Regions from separate parts of the Danio rerio genome. Here regions 1 and 2 are each linked to region 3. A link is a contact called in public Hi-C and HiCAR-type data. All regions are on one chromosome and are shown on one strand. Each heading gives the region's core, a stretch centred on a gene start, on an enhancer-like site or on the middle of the called end of the contact. The rest is flanking DNA. Distances are from core to core; before and after follow the strand shown.

What was found. A called contact is a pair of places that touch in the nucleus more often than the background predicts. HiCAR-type assays count read pairs that join an accessible place to other places.
Region 1: a Hi-C map of embryo shows a contact between it and region 3, with 2.1 times the contacts expected there. The contact joins the promoter of ppp1r8a here to the promoter of ctps1a in region 3. A contact is called at or near these places in 7 of 18 Hi-C or Micro-C datasets (caudal fin, embryo, hematopoietic stem cells and 1 more) and 1 of 4 datasets of contacts at active chromatin or transcription factors (caudal fin).
Region 2: a contact with region 3 is called in a HiCAR-type map of caudal fin, with 5 times the contacts expected there. The contact joins the promoter of foxo6b here to the promoter of ctps1a in region 3. A contact is called at or near these places in 2 of 4 datasets of contacts at active chromatin or transcription factors (caudal fin and embryo).

Annotation. Positions count from the first base shown.
Region 1 is chr19:16,679,140-16,681,839 of GRCz12tu, forward strand. ppp1r8a (protein phosphatase 1, regulatory subunit 8a) reads left to right here and starts at 1,280. Exons shown (of 7, transcript NM_001100952.1): 1 at 1,280-1,329; 2 at 1,641-1,701. The coding sequence starts at 1,280. The region is part of intron 2 of ftr55 (finTRIM family, member 55); the gene reads right to left.
Region 2 is chr19:16,728,265-16,731,164 of GRCz12tu, forward strand. It overlaps foxo6b (forkhead box O6 b), which reads left to right and starts at 1,421. Exons shown (of 2, transcript NM_001135132.2): 1 at 1,421-2,106. The coding sequence starts at 1,648. All of the region lies in intron 2 of ftr55 (finTRIM family, member 55), which reads right to left.
Region 3 is chr19:17,173,647-17,176,694 of GRCz12tu, forward strand. ctps1a (CTP synthase 1a) reads left to right here and starts at 1,727. Exons shown (of 19, transcript NM_199211.2): 1 at 1,727-1,914.

The DNA.
Region 1 (2,700 bases), core at 30-2,529, 490 kb before region 3:
GAAAGTGAAATACGTTGCATCCAGTGAAGACTAAAACAAGGTATCAGCACCGCGCAAACCTTTCTACAAGACTGGCTGCAGGTAAGTCGATGTGTATATCTACTGATATAAAATAAAAATATAATTAAAAATAAAATATTGTAATAGTTGAACATTACTAAATTTAGGTGGTGTGGACCGTGGCACAGTCAGTAGTGCTGTCGCTTGACAGCAAGAAGGTTGCTGATTGGAGCCTCGGCTGGGTCAGTTGGCATTTCTGTGTGGAGTTTGCATGTTCTCCCTGGTTTCACTTCCTCCGGGTGCTCCGGTTTGCCCCACAAGTCCAAAGACATGCAGTACAGGTGAATTGGGTAAGCTAAATTGTCTGTTGTGTGTGTGGATGTTTCTTAATCATGGGTTGCAGCTAGAACACTGAAAAAAATTATTCAGAGATGATTCCTTGGATTTACTCAATTTTTTTACGTTAAGTGGTTGTAAACATTTTATTTGTGTTGAATTTAAACAAACAAATTAAGTTGAACATTGTTAAACTTAATTTGTTTGTTTAAATTCAACACAAATAAATTGTTTGCAACAGTTCTGCATGCAACACTTTTTTCAGTGAAGGGCATACGCTGCATAAAAATTATGCTGGATAAGTTAACGGTTCATTCCGCTGTGGCGACCCTAGATTAGTAATCAGACTAAACAGAAAAGAAAATGAATAAATAAATGAATTACAAAATTTAAATTGTTTAATTGTTTAAATTCAACAAATTTAAATAGTTTTGTACAAGAAATTTTTGCAGATATCATTTTTTCTTTGTGTTTTTATCTGTATTGTTTTATTTCTCTCACATTAAAACATGACAGGCAATATATAAAATTATAAAATTAGGTTGATACAATGTGTAGTTTTCGTCTATCATTTGAAATGCTGTGCAAGTTTTCAGCAAAAAAAAAAAAAATTGTAGCCTACTGTATTTATTTATCAAAAAATTATAAAATTGTATTGATACAATGCATGGTTTAAACGTTTGTCTTTGTCATGGGCCTGCATGAAGGCACATAGCTACACTAGGCAAATTGAAAAGAAAAAACTAGCTTTATGATAAGATTCCAGTTGGAATGAAAACAATATGAACATTATACTAAAGAATTTCATTTATTTAACCGTGTGTAGATAGAATGTACAGTGATACCTTTAGCAAGCCAACCCATGATTTGACAAACAAACTTCAAATCCCACAATTCTCAATAACACCCCGTAATTACCCAGCGTTCACCGCGGTTGTGCAAAATGGCGGCTATTGCAAGCACAAACACAACAGGCTTTGACTGCCCGTCATGGTGAGATAAGAAACCAATTACTTCATTTTTGCACTCAAAGTGAAGTCCTGCATGCATGTGTGTGGAGCTACCTAGTAGGTCATTAATGCATAAATACAAACAATGCAATTTACCCCTGTAAACAAGAGTCGCAGACAGAAACTCAACACACAGTAAAATATCGAATATGCATAATTGCGTTAATGAATGGACTTTTATTCTGTTTTTATGTGGCTAATTTGTGCCATGTATATGGATCCGCTATTTCGTGTTGCGTTGCACATTTTAGTATTTAATGTTGAATAATTTAATTTAATAACATTTAATCTCAGGGCAGGAAAACCTCCACCTGGACTTCATTTGGATGTGGTTAAAGGAGACAAATTAATAGAGGTAAGACGAATTAACATTACTGTTAAATAAACAGTGATGAATGTTGTTGTTTACCCTTATATAATAGTTTAAAAATATATTAAAACGTCATGGGGAAAAATTCCAATTAGCGTTCAATGTGCAAAGTCATTATAAGATATATCTCAATGGTAAAGTTGGTTTATATTCGCACATTCATTCAGTGAGACTCTCCTTATATTGTTTACCATGGTACTTTGAATATTCGGTCTGAAATCACATGCATGACTTCAAAACAACATTAGCACTATTTAATAGATTGTGGATGTTGTACTTTGATAGTCACTGGCTGCTAATATATCCCTATTTAGAATTTGCGAATAATACTTTTCAGAAATTTTTTTATCAAGGAGAAAGTCCTAATACGTGAATATAAAACCAACTTTACCCTGATGGTTTCTCATGTCTGAAAACTTGTAGATGGGAAATACTACCAGAAATGATAGGGGTAAAGTTGGTTTTATATTCAATATTCAGACATTCTCCTTTATAATATATTTTCAGAAAAGTATTTTTTGCAAATTCTAAATAGGGAAATCATATTAGCAGCCAATGACTATCAAAGTACAACATTGCTTACAGTGAATTGTATAGTGTTACTGTTGTTTAGAAAGTCATACTTGCATAATTCCGAGCAAATGTTCAAAGTAACATGGTAAACAATAAACAGACTGCTCAATGAACGAATGTGTGAATATAAAACTGACTTTACCTCTATCCAGAAACGTACATTATCAGTCCCTGAAATAAAAAACCATAAATAGAGTGGATAAAAAAAAAATTTATCCCAAGAATTTCTAAAATGGACTAATGGTTGATTTCTGCGAGAAGTAGGTGATTCATTTTGTTCTCAGTTTTTTTTTTCCTATTAAAAGCACCCTACAAATATACAAACCCTGTCATTGTCCTTGTCCTCAGCTCAATTTAACCTACAGCTTTAATAGTTTTGTTATGCTTAAACTGTTGTTTAGAAAAAAATAC
Region 2 (2,900 bases), core at 171-2,670, 450 kb before region 3:
TTAAACTATTAAACATAACAATTAAGAAAACGTACTGTGTGTGTGTGTGTGTGTGTATATATATATATATATATATATATATATATATATATATATATATATATATATATATATATATATATGGGTATGTATGGATGTTTCCCAGTGATGGGTTGCAGCTGGAAGGGCATGAAACATGCTGGATAAGTATCCCGGATTAATAAAGGGACTAAGCCGAAAAAAAAAAAAAAAAAAAAAAATATATATATATATATATATATATATATATATATATATATATATATATATATATATATATATATATATATAAATTTTCTTTGTAACTAAGGGATGAGCACATATCTCTCGTCACTCCATCCCATCACTTTTACTCACTTCAATATCACAATTGATAAATGTCAATTGTATTTATCACATTGTATTGGATATGTATATAATATATTAAGTTCATTAGTATGCATACCTTTATTCATAACTATTCATAAAGCCTAGTTATTTGTTGGACTATTGCTTATTTAATTGTTTGTAGCTAAACAGACAATATAGGCTATTAAATAGATGTTATTCAAGTTAAAGATGTTTTTACCATTTAGAACATTTTGTGACTTTTACTTGTTTTTCTATCGAATTGTATTAATTTAAATGAACATCTCAGAGTTATAAAAGTCTACAATAGTATTATATGTCTACAAGTGCAATTTATAATTGCTGCTTCACTTTAAAGATCAAATTGCCTCAAGATTGGACGCAAATCCTTCACATGTAAATCTTTCTAAAGAGGCATGAATGTTTTGTGGTAGAAGATGCGCGTCCCCCGGATAAACCTGTTCTGGAGGGAGTGACTTGATTCAAGCGCCGTCCAATTATCTGATAGCAGCATTTATCCGCCGCTACAGCCCCGTCTAGTCATCCGCAAACAGGCGTGAACCGATGTGGAAGGAATGTTCGTCTGAATATTTTATCTAAGGCAAATAATAATAACAACAACTATAATAAAACCTTGAAAAATATTGCTCAACGGCAGAATTGTGCCGCTCCATTCACGCGACCCTATTTTTAGGGCACCCGCGCCGCGTCTACTATCAGCAATTGCAATAGTGACTGCGCTCGCGTGAGAGACCGCTTTCAAATCTGCAGAGAAAAAAGGGACGGGAGAGCTCCAGACAAACGGAAACTGTGGCCAGACTCCAGAGGAAGTCAATTGATTTCGCCCTTCTTGATGAGATAGATTTACAAGCTTTGCCCAGCGTGTCTGTCAGACCGTCTGTCAAAGCAATCAACAGTTGGTGCGAGCGCGCGATTAAAGGGACTTTGCATGCACGAGACGCTTCAGTGATGGGTGTGTGATTTCAGCACCTCAGCCCTATGGACACCCGCTTGCGTGTGACTGAATTGTTCAGTAATATGGAAGACAGACTGTTGCACATCGTGATGCATTGGATGCTTTTGCGTGTTTAGTACATTACAGGCGACAAGAGACACAAGAATGAGCAGTCTATTCACGGCTCCCGGTGCTTTTGCTTTTACTCATTTGGTGTAAAAAGACTACAGACTGAGAGATCACACACAGTCCATCATCAGTGGATTTAAGGGCGCATTGTTGTTGTTTTCCCCCCTTGACCTTGCCTTTTGACGCGCAAAAGCAGCATGTTAATGATGGAGAGCAGCGGGATAGACGCGCATCAGGTTGAACTGGACGCCGACTATGAGCCGCACTGCCGACCGAGGTCGTGCACCTGGCCGCTGCCGTGTCCGGAGGAGGAGAGCCGTGCGCTGCCTGTGAAAGTGGAGCCGCGCAACGTGCCGGCGTGCCGGAGCGGTGGGGCGCCGACGGAGTTCAAGCATCCAGCCGGCGCCCCTGCCCCTATAGCGGCAGCCCCAGCGTGCATGTCCGGCGCCGCGCTGGATGTGGCCGGCCAGCTGCGCAAATCCAAGTCGTCGCGACGGAACGCGTGGGGCAACCAGTCCTACGCGGATCTGATCACGCGTGCCATTGAGAGCACCCCAGAGAAAAGGCTCACCTTATCGCAAATCTATGACTGGATGGTGCGATTTGTGCCATATTTCAAGGATAAAGGAGACAGCAATAGCTCAGCCGGCTGGAAGGTACAGTTACCACCTGATTGTATATGCATGTTCTGTGCGTGTCTTGAATCGTACAAAAGGCTGCCAGATACATATTAGTGTTTGACACGTTGTGCTGAAGGGGATACCTCATGGGTTTGAAACGTTTTCAGAGCGTCGAGTAACTATAGTACGGGGAGGTGAACAGACGCGCTCGGGTTCAATGAGTTCATTGCTCTTGTAATATTTTAAACATGCAATATTGGCGTCTATACAGTTGCGTTTATAACGCATTGAGCTTGATTGTGACGCCGTCAATGAGATGAGCCGGAGCGCGCGGGCCGTGCTCGTAGACGCAGGTCACCTGGGGGACACGCATGGGTCCGGTCAGCTTCCCCGCGCGTCGGCCACGCACGCACGCACGCACGCGCGCGCGCCTGTCTGTCTGTTCCGTTCCGAGATCTCCAGCACGCACCCTCCTCCTTCTCCTCCTCCTCAACTCTCTTCCTCCGTCCGTCCCTCCCTCCCTCGCTCTGCTGTCTCCTCTTCAGACCTGACATCCATCCAAAAGACTATGGGAAATAAAATAGGCGGTGTAAAATTGTAATTAAAACATTACATAATCGAAAAGGGTTATTTAGTGAAGCAAATGCGACCGCATAATTGCACCACGTTGGTTGGCAAACGAATAAACCACGCTGGATGTTTCAGCTGTTCATTTTTGTGTGTCATATGGTTCAAAGGTTTTAATTAGATCAGATTTGATATTCTGAACTGTATGCACATGCTCTCGCTACACATGCTTCATGCAGAACCCAAGGGACCTCAGTCTGTCT
Region 3 (3,048 bases), core at 477-2,976:
GATCCGACAAATTATACAGCTTATGTTTTACGCAGCGGATTCCATTCAAGCTGCAACCCATCACTAGGGAAACACCCATATACTCTCATTCACACACAAACACTAGGGCCAATTTAGTTCATCAATTCCCCTATAGCGCCTGTGTTTGGACTGTGGGGGAAACCGAAGCACCCAGAGGAAACCCACGCCAACACGGGGAGAACATGCAAACTCCAAACAGAGACACAAACTGACCCAGCAGAGGGTCGAACCAGCGGGCTTCTTGTTGTGAGCCAACAATGTTAACCAATGAATGAGCCACCGTGCTGCTTCATTAATTAACTATTGTGCTTTAAAACCAGGCCGTTCAGTTTTAATGTCCAACTCCTGTAGATGTGTACTTTTATTTTATATATTTATATATTGTAATAATAATAGGTTATTCACAGAATGTTCTGCTGCTGTTCATCTGTTAGACAAATCAGTTTTTTTAGATCAATCTCAGCCTTACACATGCAAAAACATGTGTGGTCATGCTTAGTCATTTTGTTGTATAATTGAGTTTAATAAGAGTGAGCTTAAGAGTTCAATAATTTTCTAATAAATATCCACTGTTTCTCTACATTAACATTGATTCATTGTCATTTCCACCACCACCCTGTAATTTCCATTACGACACACATTTAAAAATTTTTTTTTAATTAATTAAAAAGTTCTGATCACACATTAAAAGCATATTTACAATGTTTGAGTTCATGCTCTATTTAATATACAAATTCAGTTTATTTATTTTCTAAAAAAGCTCTTAACCAAATTAAAAATTTAGAGTGTGACAGGTGAACAATTCGGCATTTGGTCCTAACGGACTAATTTATTTCATTAACAAATTTAGAATTATTGTATACATTGTGGCAAGATTGGTTAAACTAGATTTTTTAAAAAAATGATCTTGGACAATGTTTGACTGCCATAATTTATTTCAATTTGAAATAAGCTGTATATTGAGATGTGGAGGAAATGACATATCTTCACAATGGGAAAAAAAAAAGTTAAATATGAACAATTTCTCTTCTTATAAGTTTGTCCTCTTACAGATCTTAAAACTAGACAAATTGTAAAAACTTATGAGGCTATGCTTTTTTTACTCAACTTCACAAGGTTAAAAGTGCCCATAGTTAAAGAATTGCCCAAAAATGTAATTAAACTATTAAAAAGTTATATATTATTTTAGTTGCAAATTCATTTTGAGAAACAAATAATGTAAAACGTTTTACAAGATGCTTTATATGTATTTTTTCTTGTTTTGCATCAAGAAAAAATATAGAAAAGGAGATTGAGTGATGTAAGAAAAAATACAGCAAAATAAATCAATTAATACTCAATTAAAGTACAAACTTTTGGGCCATGGCTAGAATTGCTTAGGGCCCCCAAATCACTAAATCTGCTCGTCAGTTATTTTATTTTAAAGGCAGTGATTGATAAGAACTTATAAATCACTAAACAGAAAAGTGATCAATAAGTGAGAAAAAAATGCAACTTTTAGAATAAAATATCAAACGGCATTTATAGATTTTTGCATCTAAACTTAATATGCTTATCTCCAAGTAATTGTTTGGTTATACCATTTTAGTATGTCTGCTATTCATTGTGTAATATTTTAATGCATGGCCTAGCTAGACTTCCGTACGCAAGAACAGTAGCCCAACGAAATGTCGTTTTCTATTTTCAAAACGCGCATCCGGCTTGCCGTATTTGTTCCGCTACACCGGGTCTAGCGGCACGTGTTGTGGAACAGCAAGCAAGAGAAGCGCGAACACGTTTATTGTAACTTTACACCCACAGTTCTTGTGTTGTGGACATCGGCGTATACCTGTCGCTTCAAGCCAGTCAAATATATTTCAGTAAACATCCAAAAACATATCTTCAAAGCGTAAGGTAAGTAGCTCGTTTCTTAGCGTTGTTGTTGAAATCGTGTTCGTAGCGCATACCTACAGAGACAACACAGCACTTGTATACAGACTGTGTAATTAAATGTAAAAAGAGTTGTAGCCCTTATAACTCTTAAATGTTTAACAAACTCCCGTTCTTTTGTTATCACATGGTACAAGTTCGATAGCATGAATTATAACGTTAACGTTATATGAACACATTACTCGTATATAGCCTAGCAGTGATGCATTTCAACTTTATTTACAATAGTATTTAGTTACTACCACATGTTTTAAGATGAATGAGTTTTTGTGTTAGATTGGTGTAAAAGCTGCCAATAAATAATAAAATAAATAATAAATCCATAACAAAAAAAAATGAAAGAAACAATTCAGCTTAAACAATTTAAACTTATCGACGTTAGATTTTGTCAGGGATCCACATTTTCTCATTGTCTACAACCTCATCAGTTGACTGTAAATGTGTTTTGCAATGTTCCATGCTAAGAAACTCTGTAAGATTTGTGTATCTGGAATGAACTATTCATCTCTGACTCTACGATGTTTGATGCTTAATAAAACCTAAAACGTAACTTAGTCTTGTCACTGTTATTGCTGAACAAAGAAGTCTAGTTGAATGATTTCTCAGATCTGCTTGTTTCTTCAGATATTGCTGTTTCATCAGTTACTTTAAAGTGTTTGCTTATTAGATGGAGTTTGGCCATGTACAATTGGACTTGGTTATAGATTTTAGTTAAAAGATTGTCAAAATTGCTTTTAAGAAGAAACCAAATAAATCAGTGCTACACCCTCCAAAGATTGAGGTTTTCTGTTAATTTAGGCAATCAACCCCAGTTGACTTTTTTATAAATCGTTAGAACAATAAGAAGGATTAAAAAAAATAGGTACCAATGTAATCAAGTAATACCTATGTCTCTTAGTTATGCTTTGTGGTCTTACACAAGAAACTGAACCAACCTTTACCAGTCGATGTTCATCTGTCTGTCTGTTTCTGTCTGTTTGCTGAAACCAATAGACCCTTTAGGTTTTCACATTTTTGAGTTTCTCAGCAGCAGAAGTCGTTATAGTTGGGTAAAACTTAGAGTGCAGTGAATTGAAAAGTACAACAAACATTTTTTTT